Linked DNA regions of Ovis aries: region 1 is linked to region 2. Evidence: chromatin contacts called from public Hi-C data. All regions are on one chromosome and are shown on one strand. The core of a region is the stretch at or near the end of the contact, and the rest is flanking DNA. Distances in the headings are between cores, read along the strand shown.

The links. A called contact is a pair of places that touch in the nucleus more often than the background predicts.
Region 1: a Hi-C map of liver shows a contact between it and region 2, with 4 times the contacts expected there. The contact joins two enhancer-like sites. A contact is called at or near these places in 8 of 16 Hi-C or Micro-C datasets (hypothalamus, liver, mixed tissues and 4 more).

What each region holds. Positions count from the first base shown.
Region 1 is chr24:13,951,227-13,957,890 of ARS-UI_Ramb_v3.0, forward strand. The region is part of intron 21 of PARN (poly(A)-specific ribonuclease); the gene reads right to left. Among named protein-coding and RNA genes, the nearest start is that of BFAR, 110 kb to the right of the region's middle. Within about 2 kb of position 4,450, at least 4 of the 54 cell types and tissues checked have an H3K27ac peak or open chromatin away from gene starts, as enhancers often do. A contact at or near this core is called in liver, where this site is marked.
Region 2 is chr24:13,743,898-13,750,518 of ARS-UI_Ramb_v3.0, forward strand. It overlaps LOC105604676 (a long non-coding RNA gene), which reads left to right. Exons shown (of 5, transcript XR_009598387.1): 2 at 6,528-6,621. Among named protein-coding and RNA genes, the nearest start is that of TRNAT-CGU, 29 kb to the left of the region's middle. Within about 2 kb of position 4,509, at least 6 of the 54 cell types and tissues checked have an H3K27ac peak or open chromatin away from gene starts, as enhancers often do. A contact at or near this core is called in liver, where this site is marked.

The sequences.
Region 1 (6,664 bases), core at 3,200-5,699, 210 kb after region 2:
TTTTTGGGGCCCCCAAATCACTGCAGATGGTGACTGCAGCCATGAAATTAAAAGACGCTTACTCCTTGGAAGAAAAGTTATGACCAACTTAGATAGTATGTTCAAAAGCAGAGACACTACTTTGCCGACTAAGGTCCGTCTAGTCAAGGCTATGGTTTTTCCTGTGGTCATGTATGGATGTGAGAGTTGGACTGTGAAGAAGGCTGAGCGCCAAAGAATTGACGCATTTGAACTGTGGTGTTGGAGAAGACTCTTGAGGGTCCCTTGGACTGCAAGGAGATCCAACCAGTCCATTCTGAAGGAGATCAACCCTGGGATTTATTCGGAAGGAATGATGCTAAAGCTGAAGCTCCAGTACTTTGGCCACCTCATGCGAAGAGTTGACTCATTGGAAAAGACTCTGATGCTGGGAGGGATTGGGGGCAGGAGGAGAAGGGGATGGACCCAGGATGAGATGGCTGGATGGCATCATGGACTCGACGGACGTGAGTCTGAGTGAACTCTGGGAGATGGTGATGGACAGGGAGGCCTGGCGTGCTGCGATTCATGGGGTCGCAAGGAGTCGGACACGACTGAGCGACTGAACTGAACTGAACTGAACTGAAAGTAAAGCCTCTGCCTGTGTGGACCACAATAAACTGTGGAAAATTCTGAAAAGATGGGAATACCAGATCACTTGATCTGCCTCTTGAGAAACCTATATTCAGGTCAGGGAGCAACAGTAAGAACTGGACATGGAACAACAGACTGGTTCCAAATAGGAAAAGGAGTACGTCAAGACTGTATATTGTCACCCTGCTTATTTAACTTATATGCAGAGTACATCATGAGAAACACTGGACTGGAAGAAGCACCAGCTGGAATCAAGATTGCCAGGAGAAATATCAATAACCTCAGATATGCAGATGACACCACCCTTATGGCAGAAAGTGAAGAGGAACTAAAAGAGCCTCTTGATGAAAGTAAAAGAGGAGGGTGAAAAAGCTGGCTTAAAGCTCAACATTCAGAAAACTAAGATCATGGCATCTGGTCCCATCACTTCATGGCAGATAGATGGAGAAACAGTGGAAACAGTGTCAGACTTTATTTTTGGGGGCTCCAAAATCACTGCAGATGGTGACTGCAGCCATGAAATTAACAGACGCTTACTCCTTGGAAGGAAAGTTATGACCAACCTAGATAGCATATTCAAAAGCAGAGATTACTTTGCCAACAAAAGTCCGTCTAGTCAAAGTTACGGTTTTTCTAGTGGTCAAGTATGGATGTGAGAGTTGGACTGTGAAGAAAGCTGAGCATCAAGAATTGATGCTTTTGAACTATGGTGTTGGAGAAGACTCTTGAGAGTCCCTTGGACTGCAAGGAGATCCAACCAGTCCATCCTAAAGGAGATCAATCCTGGGTGTTCATTGGAGGGACTGATGCTGAAGCTGAAACTCCAATACTTTGGCCACCTCATGCGAAGAGTTGACTCACTGGAAAAGACTGTGATGCTGGGAGGGATTGGGGGCAGGAGGAGAAGGGGACGACAGAGGAATAGATGGTTGGATGGCATCCCCAACTCAATACACATGAGTTTGAGTGAACTCTGGGAGTTGGTGATGGACAGGGAGGCCTGGCGCGCTGCAATTCATGGGGTTGCAAAGAGTCAGACACGACTGAGCGACTGAACTGAACCGAACTGAAAGCAACCCAAGAAGGTTGAAACTACGAGGCTGGAAAAGATATGAAGCAAATACTAACTAAAAAAGGGAACTTTTGGTCTAATAAAGCTGTATCAGACAAAACTGAGTTCAGGGCAAAAACAACAAACCACTAATTAGAACAATGAGACTAACTTGCTCCAAACCAGAAACTGACAGAAACATAAGGAGAAGCCAAGAATTTCAAAACCACAGTAGGAGCTTAAAAAAAAAAAAAGTCAATTATAAACTTACAGATCAAGCAAAGGAAAAGAATGAGTAAATAAATAAAAGATCAGAGCCACATATTTACAACCTTGATTTGCCCATATGGTACCCCATACTTCACAACTGGAAAACTGCACTTTCCTTTCAAACACACTTGGAATATTTGTAAAAAGTGACCAAGTCACGGAGCAACACTTGACAAATATCATGGACTATCCTTCCAACTCAGGAGCCTCAAGAGATGTGGGTTCAATCCCTGGGCTGGAAAGATCCCCTGGAGGAGGAAATGGCAACCCACTCCAGTATTCTTGCCAGGAGAATCCCATGGACAGAGTCCACGGGGTTGCAAAGAGTAGGACATGACTGAACAACCGAGCATGATCTTAACCACATTTCCTAACGTGAAGTCATAGAACCAGAAATGCTCTGGTGGGGATTGGGGTGCAAGCAACAATAATCTCCACTTTCTGCCCCTTTCCTCTAAATACAGAGAATCTGCCCTCCCACTAACCTAAAATTAATATTGTATATGTGTAGAGAGTGAGCTCTACTGAGGAAAAATTATACATTTCTGGAGAATGTGATTGTGCCTCTTAATATCAAAGACACAGAAACAGCTAACTGCACGGCCAAACGGAACCTGCTTGTGTCTGCGTGCCTCCAGGGAGTGATGCGAGGATTAGGGAGATAAAAGGACCAAGTCATTCAAGGGAGCCCAGATGCAACACAGGGGCTGATTGTAGCCTGTGAGCTTTATTTAAATTCTCTTTTTCCTTAGCCTAACACACTGAAAACATTTCATGAGCTGTTGTTTTCCCAAGGCAATTGCCTAGTTATGAATTTTCTGTTTGGTTTTGTTTTTCCTTATCAGAAAGGAAGCTCTAAAAGAAGAGCTGAGGCCTGAAGACAAACTAGTATATTATCATACTCCTGGTCCACCCCGAGCAGTTTAGATAATCAAGATTCATTACTAGGTACACGTTCCTGTCCCACACATGAATTATGAAAAAAGATCTTGACTCCAAGGGGCAGCTGTTCACTGCTGCTGCTAAATTGAGGCATTAGGAGTATTCGATTTACCAAGACAAGGAGACAAAGATCAAGCTCTAACATAATCACTTTTCAAAATGCTTGCAAGCATTTACAAGGTAGGGGAAGGACTAGACTAGGAGGGATGCGTACATGCTAAGTCACTCAGTCATGTCCGACTCTCTTATGACCCCATGGACTGTAGCCCACCAGACTCCTCTGTCCATGGGGATTCTCCAGGCAAGAATACTGGTTGCCATTTCCTCCTCCAGGGGATCTTCCCAACCCAGGGATCCTGTGACTTCTGCATTGCAGGTGGATTCTTTACCACTGAGCCACCAGGAAAGCCTAGGAGGGATAAAGTTTCCTTTACTCAAATTAGAAATCTAACAAAAATTTAGAGAAAAGTCTTTAAATGTACCTAAAATACTTTACCGAAAACATTTTATCTCCACTTACATATAATTTTCCAAACAGTATTCTATTAAAATGTTTCCGTAGCAATACTAAAAATGACTACCAACTGCTTGTAAAAATTTCTCTAAGGAGTTAACATCAACAAAATATAACCATCGGTGCCATTCCGATCCTGCCCTGTGGTGTTTGTGTGTATCTTTCCTCATTCGGATCCATTAAATCTTTTTATTACCAGACAACATAGCAGAATTTTATACATATGTGTAAAAACTGCAACTCTTAACTTTATTCGTACATCAAAATGAATCTCTCCTTTAAATACAGCCCAACACAGCACACGTTACGGCAAGGAAGGCAGCTCCCTCCAATTAATTCTCAGTAATTTCATGAGAAAGAGGAGGAGAATTTAAACAATAACAGATATTTTCCAGAACAAACACTACTAGCACTACTTTAAAAAATATATATGCACACATGGGGGTCGCAAACGAAGTAGTTCCTTGTTTCTGTTTGTCTGAAGTTATCCAAAAGACTCGGAGGTAATCTCACTGTGGAATTTCAGTTGAAAGATCTCTCAGAAAAACACAGAGATTAAGTTCCTATGCCTTGCCTCTCTTACTAAAAGTGACCCTCCACAGATGAGGAAGTAAATGCATCAGTGGATAAAGGCTATTCTCTGCCAAAGAGTGAAACAGATGACCCCCACCCATCTGCGAGATAAGGATGTGTCTGGGAAGTGCAGGAAGCCACGTCTGAAGTTGTCCCAGACCTGTCAGTTTCAATACTTAATACTGATACGGTCTCGTCAATGCAGCAGTCACAGAAGGGACAAATCCTCTCAGCCAGCGAGGCGAGGCGTCCATCATTCTCAGACGGGTAGGGGGCACACACCCCACCTGCAAGAAAAGTCAAGAGTGGCTGTGTGTGCAACAAGCTCCCAGCCAGGCGCGTGAAGGCAGCGATGTGCCAGCCGAGCAGTGTGCTGGGGCACAGCCTGTCCACCACATCCACTGTCGCTCAGCCGTGAAGGCATCCCACATGCCACACAACCGGTCAGAGCTGCTCAGTAAATCCGGGGAACTGATTAGCCTAACAGACTTACAAGTGACACTTTAATTATGGGCTCTACTCAGGGAAGACTGGACTCCGTGTTCTGTGTACAGAGGTGAACAGAACGGTTGTGTAATGGGACAGCAAGTCCCCTTTCAACCAAATCTGCCGCACGTTACTTTCTCTAAGTACCTAGCAGAGGGATTAAGTGAGTCCTCCACAGTCTTTTACTCTTCTCCCACCCCAGGCCCCTTCCCTTCTAAGAGGGACCAACATGCAAGCTAAATTCTGTGGAAATGAAGAGGCTGGCGAGGTGAACCACACATCCCGGGTTTTCTCAAACCTCACCACACAATGAAAAAGGTGAGGTGGAAACCCACAAGAAGATTCATCTGCAGAACTAAGGTGTCAGAAAAAAGAAGAAATAAAGCAAATCATCTTCAATAAAAGTCAAATGCAAGAGTTGTAGGAATTACAGGCACAGATGTCCAACATACAATCTCGATCCTTTAGCTATACAGCCATAATAAGAACAAATGCTTAAAGTCGCGATACCCTGAGGAGATGGCTCTTGGTAACCCAGCTCACCACATGAAGCTCCTTGGTGTCCATCCACCTAATGACCCAGCACTGAGGGTGTCCCTGTGCCAGGTACCACCCGGGTCACCACTGGCGAGGCTAGGCCTCCTGCAGCAAGCCCGTCTCTGCGGCAGGGCTCCTGTCAGGCAGGAGCCAAAACCTCTCACAGCTCTCCTTGAAAAACAAGGAGCAGCCCAGAAATCCTTTTTCCCTAAGGGTGCTGCATGGAACACGCAGAGGAGAAGGGAAGGCAGAGATGAAAAGAGTCAAGTCTCGCGTTTCCGTAAGAATCCTCCAGCACTGCCACCACTCCCCGGGGGAGACCAGGGCCAGGTCCCTGCAAGCCTTGGGCCACAACACTTTCTTGAGCCAATCAACACACACGCTTGTCGTTCGTGTACTTCCATGTAAAGATACCGTATTTAAGACACGTTGCTGACTCACTACTACTGAACTGAGCAACAAGGAGCTGTAACTCATGCCTGAATGCAGCTTCTCTCACTACAAGGCACATTGGTCTTGTCGGGCCGGGAATACAGACAGCACTTTAGCCCCGTGCTAGGGGCGGGGGCATTTCAAATGGCAAAAATCACCGACAGAAAGCAGAAAAATGTGCAAAAAGTGGCAATAAATAGGCGGTGAAAAGGACCCTTGTTTACAGTATGAGCTGCACCGAGAAGCATCGCCTTGTTCAACCTCCACTGGGGACCGTGTGTGTTTGGAGAGTCACGTTTCTGCTGCTCTGCGCATGTCCGTGAATGACCACAAAAGCTCCCTGAGTGCTGATTTTGAGGTTGCAAAAAAATTTTAACGAGTAGGTGAATTCACAAACACAGAATCTGTGCATGATGAGGACTGACTGTACTTTTAAGACCATGCCCAAACCAGCCTCCCGTACTGACTCTGGGAATAAATCTGTAGACCAATCTTATAGCAATCTTACTGACTTCTGTAGGGTCCTCGGATTACTTGCCAACCTCCTGAAAAGCTGACCTCTGTTAACAGGAAGGGGCTCCAGGAGCTAGTGCAATGGGGGCCCCATGTAGGCTCCAGGGGAAACCCCTAACTACAAAGTGGGTAAATGAGGAATTAGAAGAGCAAGGCAGGAAGCCACAGGTAAGAAAGGGACAGACAATGAAAAATCATTTTGGCAGTAGTTTTGGTCTCATGTTGAAAAGGTGCACATGGAGGGTACTTTTATCTGAGAGGTACATCATTCTCCAAGTTTTACACAAGTTTCCATGTTGCGGTGATGCACACTTTTTATAGAATCAGTTCGGTAATATTATTTTAATATCGGGATTTCTGAATGGGGACGGGATAGGGTAAGAAGTGCATGTTTGCTAAGCAGATAGCGTTAAGACCATCACCTTTCTTACTGCCATCAATTCTTCCCAGCACTGATAAGTATATTTTCTCATCTTGCTTTTACAGCTGAAGGCTCAGAGAAGTTAAGTCAAGCACCCAAGATCACACAGCCAGTTTTATTCCAAGTTCATCATAGCATCCAGGTTTCTTTCAAATGGTTACAGTAAGCTGGGTAATTCAACTGTGTATCCAATGAAACAATCAACTGAGAACAGTGTTTCTGGCAAACCTGATTCAGGAGTTTTTCTCCAGGTACTCAGATCTTTTCCAAAAAGAGAGGAAATTTTCTCTCTATGGAAACTTCTCTCCTCTCT
Region 2 (6,621 bases), core at 3,259-5,758:
TTTTTTTTTTTTTCTGGAAGTCCCCCCCCCCCCCCCCCCCCCCGCCCTCAACCCGCGGTGAAGGATTTGAGGCTGGGCTCCAATCTAGGCGGAGGCTGCAGGGCCCGCGGGGCGCCCCCCGCCCCGCGCACGCCTCCCAGGAGCCCTGGAAGGCACAACCCTGGGGGCCCCCCTTGCACCCCCAGAGGCAGCAGCGGCGGTGAGTCTCCCCCCCTTTTTTTTCCTGCATGGCACCCCTCCCCCGGGCCAGGGCAGGGGCCGTGGCAGGTGGGTGCCCAGGCCCCCGGGACGGAAGGGGGTGCGGGGCGGCTGCCTGGGGGGTGGGTGGCGACGCGAGAGGGGAGGTGGCGGCGGGCGAAGCGCGCGACTCTCCCGGGACGCAGCGCTAGACGCTCGTCTGGGAGGGGATCCGCCGCCGCTGCGCGCCCCCCGAGGCGGCGGGGCTGGGCTCCCCCGCTCCCGACGCCCCTCCCTGGCTCTGGAGAGGGGCGTGTTAGGCGGGGAGGTGGAATGGGGGCGAGGCAGCACCCCTCACCGCCCTCATGCCGGGGCTCGGAAATTAACGAGGCGCTTTGGAAGCCTCCCACCCCGCCCCCACCCCGGAAAGCCCGTTCGGGAAACTGACTCGCGGCGTGACCCCGATATCGGTGCCACGCGGAGCGCAGGCCGCCCCGCTCGCCCGTCCACGCCCGCCGCACCGCGCCGCTCCACGTGCGCCCGGGGCCGCGCTGGCACTGGCAGAGGGGCCCGGCACCAGCCTCCGGGGGCTGGGCCCCGGGGACGGCCAGAGAAGCCGGGAGCATCGTCCCCAGAGAGTTACCACCTCCCCGAAGTAAAGTTGGCCGCCCCCTCCCTCCGAGGAGCAGGCAGCCGTGGCACTGTTGGCTGTAGCTTTTGCTGGACAGGAGTTTAAAAAAAAAACTAGGTTCCGGGGTGCGGATCCGGGTGGCAGGGCCCGAGACCACACCAAGTTGCTCTGGCAAAAGTTAGGAGAAGAAAAAGGAAAAGTCATTTTGATTTGGGGTTGGGGGGGGGGGAGTGGCGTTTCTGGTTTCTCCTGCTTCCGAGCCCCACCGTGGGGAGCGTTGGAATGTGCCGCTAAGATCCTCTGAGGACACATCCATATTTATAATTTATTTTTAGGAGAAGTTGTGAAAAAGGGAGGGGGTTTAAAATGCGGAGAAAAGGTGTGTGTAGCCGGTGGCCTTTCCAGAGCCCAGAGGCTAATTGAGCTATTAAGATGGAAATCACTTCCCCCAGTCTGGGCAAGTTGCAAATTTGACTTTAATAAGACAATTAAGGGCACAAACAACTAAACTTTAGCTGCATTTGGGAAAGAGTAAGGGGGTGTGGGACCGCAGGAACCGCCCGGCACTCCTTTTGCGTTTCGGCTGATGGACATTTTGGACGCTGGAAGTCTTCCGCCGAAGATGTCAGGCCCAGCTATGGGTCTGGGGGTAAGGGAGGGAAAAGATACCCCATGTGGCAGGCAGAAAACGCCCTCTGCTACTACCAAGCAGCCCTGGCTTTGGGGAGAGATCAACTGTTCTCCCGTCATTCCTTCAGGAAAACCCAGTAATGATTCCTTTAATTATCCAGGATTCTCCAAAACTCTGCCTCAAAGGCAGCCTGCCCCACTAGCTGGGTGAGCTGTGGAGGGGGACACCCTTCTGGAGAAAGGAGGCTTTGGAGGCTGTGGTCCCAGAATCGGGGTTTTGAGGGCGAGATGAGTTTATGTTTTATCCAACTGGCCCACAAAGTCCCGCTTTTGGGGTCATTCTAGACGGCGAGGGATTCAGACTCCGGTGGCCCCTGTAGCGAAAGGGCAGAGAGCTAGTTGCACTGGGAAGGTGGTGGCGGGTGGGGGGTGGGTGGAGAAAAGCTCTGGTGGGAGAAAACAGGGGAGGTTTGCTGCTTTTGGTAAAAGCGAAAGAAAGGCCGTGTCTAGATGGTCAATTCTGTGTATGTGTACGTTCGTGTTCTCTGTTGAACCTGATGTTTTCAGGGGCCTTTCTTTGGGAGGCCCTGAAGGGTATGAGAATGTGAAAGTAACCGCCCCCCCCCTCCCCCGCCCCCTGCCAGTGGTTTAATGAGATGTTTCAGTAGACAGGATTTTAAGGGAATGAGTGATAATATGGGTCGTGTCAAACCATTTGACACCCTTGAAACAAAACATCGCTGAAATCATGAACTGCAGTTACATTAGGTTTGCCTGCTTGCCCCCACATGGAACTGCAGTGTTTCTTTGCAGTTCTGTTATCCTGGATCTTAGTTATTTTATAAGAAACTCTGGATAATGTGTTATCAGGGAATTCTTTAAGGCAAGGGTGATGGGAGTACAAATGTCCCTCCCATTAACCTTATTAAGTGCTGTCAATTTACACACACACACACCCCTACCCTCCAGTTGTAACCTATATGGATTTTCACATATCTTAAGTTTATTTATTTGCAAACCTGGATTTCAATCAGGTGTTCACAGCAGGTCATAGAAATGGGAGCTGTACCTGAAAAACTTTTGAACACAAAGTCCCTAATAGAACATTCGAGTTGAATAGAAATGGCATGTAGACACACTGTTGACATGTGCGCTCCTGGGGCCTTGGCAAAAACCAGTTCTTTACTTTTTAGAGTTCTTTCCCTTTGGTATGGGACACGATGAAACAGCACAATTTTCAGAAGTCCACAATCCCAGCGTGGCTGGGCGATGGGAAATTGTCACGTTGTGAATTGCTGAATCGTCACCCCCCATCGTAGTGCCAGAGAGCTGACTGTCAGGTCCTATTTGCTTTGCTAAATAAGGACATCTCACCAAATTAGCCTCTAATGATACTTCTACAAATAGGGTGTTTTACGTGAATTAACGAGGCCGGAACACCAAATGTCGCGCCAAGATACTGAGCTCTAATCGCAGCGATGAAGCTGCATGTTAAAATGACTGAATTGTTAAGTGTGGAAAATCAGAATTGAGTGCTGAATGTGAGCCGGGGGCTGCTTTAATGTGAGCATTTGCAACAGGAAAGCCCCTGCTTACACTCAGCCCTCTGAAAGGGTGCGCGTAATTATGAATACGGTAAGCAAACTATGCCCCCCTCCCCCTGCAACACACACACACCTCCCTGCCCCAAGCCTGGAAACAGGCATAGTAGTATGGTGAAGAGATTATAAATCAGGACTTTGCAGTGAGAAGTGGTCATTAATTCGGCAAAGAATCACAGTTTCTTTTCATATTCTGACCACTGCCCTCCCCCCTACCCAACCAATAAGAAAAAAAATAGCTCAAAGGTGGAACTGCTGAATACATTTCAGTGTTTCTCCTTTTGCTCCCCTGTGTGAAATTTCACTAATCAGATGTCATCCCAACCCCGCCCCACCAAGTGGATTTCAAAAACAAAAAATAGCAACTTTGAATTTCAGTCTTAGCAAGACAAGCTATAGCGACTCCCCTAGGGGGAAAAATGTTTCAATAGAAAAGAATATAGAGTAGCTGGGGTGTGTGTGTGTGAAATATTTAGAAGAGGGGCTCCAATGAAACTCCTACTTCCTTAAAAATAAAACAGTGCATTTCTGACTCAAGCCAATGAAAGCTGAAAAAGTCCCTAAGGGAGCACTCTTCTCTATTTCTTGCTTCTCAGCCTCCCACCCCCTGAGATTAAGAGCAGAAAGAAGAGTCTGGCCAGAGAAATTTACAGCTTCCTAATAGTAGACCAGCTCAGCCTCTTGCAATTGCGATTGCAGAGCAAATACAGCTATTTTAGGCACGAGGATAGAGATGGATCTGATGAAAAGTGAAGGCAAACTTGGTCCTTAGACTGACTTGCCAGAAAGGGCATCCTCCAGTAAAATAATCCATTTTCTTTCTTGCTCAGCATCCCAAACTTGGGAAAATACAGAGTCCTTTTTGCTTCTCATATGGGGAACAAGGTGAAAGTAAGCACCTAAGAAAAACACCTGTGCAAATGCCATATAAAAACGATCACAGACTTTAGGCCTAGTGGTCGCACAGGCTTTTCAGTCAAAAGGGTGCATGTAGAAGAGAGTTTGGAAGGAGTGGATCTGGGGTCCAAAGTCCCCCCCCAACAAGTTCTCTTTCCCAGCAACCTCCATTGTAGGGGGGGCTGCGTAAATATTTACAAAGCTTTCAAGTTTCTGATTTTACATCATCTTCAGGATATAAAACATTTGAGTTGAAGGAACCCCAAAGCAAACCGCTTTCTCAGCGTCTCCGGAAAGGCTGCACCACTAGCATGAAAAGGGAGCACACCTGGGAAATGAAGACTCATGTCGGTGTCCCAGGAAAGCCATTGGCAAAAGGCACTGGGAAGAGGGTGGCAAATTTAGGATTTGCTGGAGGCTTGGGCCCAGGCTGGGGGGAGAGCCCGAAGTGGCTGCGCAGCGCGGCGTGAAAGCTTTCTGAGAGACATGCCGAAAACCAGACTCCCTGGTTGGAATAACCTGTGAGATCAGTGCCTGGGCCTGTTGGCATCTCTGCCCAAAACAGCCTGGACCGCCGCCAGCCCAGGCCTGAGCGTGGCCTTGGAGCCACCACCGGAGCCCAAACAAGCCCCAGACAGGTGCTCAGGGGGTCTCTCCTGCTGCGGCCCTCAGTGGGCACACAGCATTTCTTGGCTAGAAGGGGAGCAGCGGGTTGTGTGTTGGTGGGGGCGGAAGCTTAGGCTCTTGAGAACAGCCTCCCCAGAGGCTCTTCGGGATTGACTGTCCCAGTTACCAGGTGGCCTCTGCGGAGGGCAGAACCCAGCTTTGCTCAGCAGGCTAGCAGGTTCCAGGCCCTAGAGCGCTGAGCTTTCTCTCCACCCTCCCTCCAGGCTGTGATCCTGCCATTCAGGGTGGGCCGAGGGAGGAATGGCACGGGGCCAGCCCCAGAGCAGGGACACATCGAAGCCACCGTGCAAGCCACCCCATGTGGGTGTGTTTTCGCATGCCTTTTCCAGCCAGAGGCCGCCCCGTCCACCTGGGGTCCTGAGCCCTCTTGTTTCAATCCAAGTACAGAGAAGACCCACGCCAGAAGGGCAAGGCTGCAGCCTGAAAGTGGGGAGAAGGCTATGGCAGGTCATCCGAGGGCCAGGAGGGAGGGTCAGGGGGGTAGATGAGGGGCCCTGCGTCTGAGCCAGCCCTCTGGGGGTCGGAAAAGAGAGAGAACTGGGTGGTCCCTGCGGGATAAAACACGCAGCAAAGAAGCCTGCTCAGCCTTGGCACCGGGACGCCCCCTCTGGGGGGTGGTGCACCCCGCCCTGAGCCAGCCAATCCCACGGGCCTCCCATTTGGCCTCAGTAACTGGACTCCAGGCCACCAAAAGGCTGGTGGGTTCCTGATTGTATGTCTTCGAATGGCATTAAAAGGTCCAGACCAGGCACTCATAGGCCAGGCCATATTTAGCTTCAGGTTCACCCGGAGAATATTTTAGGTGCTGTTTGAAAGGCGAGATCTGGGCCCGGTTGCCGGCTGTCACATGGCAAGTGTAGGACGGCTCCCTTGCGGGCCTGGCCGGTGGGTGCTGATGGCCACGGATGCCTGAGTCCCTGTCAGAGTGCCAGGGCCACGCGACGCGGTGCCAGGGAGCCAGGGAGCACCCGGGTCGTGGGTTCTGTGTCCGCAGGGCTTTTCGCCCCATTTTTCACTCTGATGGCAATAAGGCCACTTCCATTCACAGAACTCACAGAGGCTGTTTTCAGCCCCTTCTTCCCCGATGGCCCAGTGTGATATGCCAGCTTGCTGAGCGAGCAACTGCCTCCTCCTGTGTCAGCAACAATGGAGTGGTTAACCCTTTCAAGGCCGGGGTAGGGGGGACAGGGTACTGACTGGCTAGGGGGAGGGCCCTGTCCCCAGAGACCCTTGGAGGTCACACATCCCAGGGAGCCCCTGCCCTTGATTTCTTGAGTCTGCACCGTGGACCTTAACCGTGATTTTCCCACTCTGGCCCCATCGGTGATAACCACCAGGCTCCCTGACCCAAGCTCTCACCCTCACTTGTTCGTACAGCCCTGGAAATCCCTGCTTGCTTGTATCCTCATCCGTGTTTCTGAGCTGATAACTTTCCACATCCCAAAGAAAAGAGAAATGGAAGGATCCGTGATTCACTCAGATTAGTAAGGAGGGTTGGGAATAATAATCATTCATGGTCTGGGGGAGATGGCCCCAGGCTCCCTAGAATCACTTGACCTGAGGGACTGATCCTTATCACCTGCCCTGGGATCCCAGATCCTGGTTTTCTGGACATGGGGGAGGTGCATCTGTATGGAACCCGTGGAGACCTATTTAGCCAATTCTTAGCCTTTAGGGAGCCTAGGTGGAGCCACCGCCGTGGACCAGGGAAAGCGTCGGCTTGTCTCAAGTTTGCTCTAACTATCTGCATTTTTTCCTTTTTAGTTTTGGCTCTTGGGGTTCCAAGAGCCCTCACTTCCTGCCCAGCTGGTTGGTTACCGCAGGGAAAATGAGGGACTTTTGGGGGCAGATGTGTTTGCATTCCACTATCATAATGCCCCTAAAAATCCTTATTGCTCTTGCAGTATTCCTCGGGGGTCCTTGGGCCAGCCACGGCAGCTGAGTTTCTCCAGCAACTAAAAGAAGAGAGAAAGATGTTCTCCCCCTGCCCCCACCCCA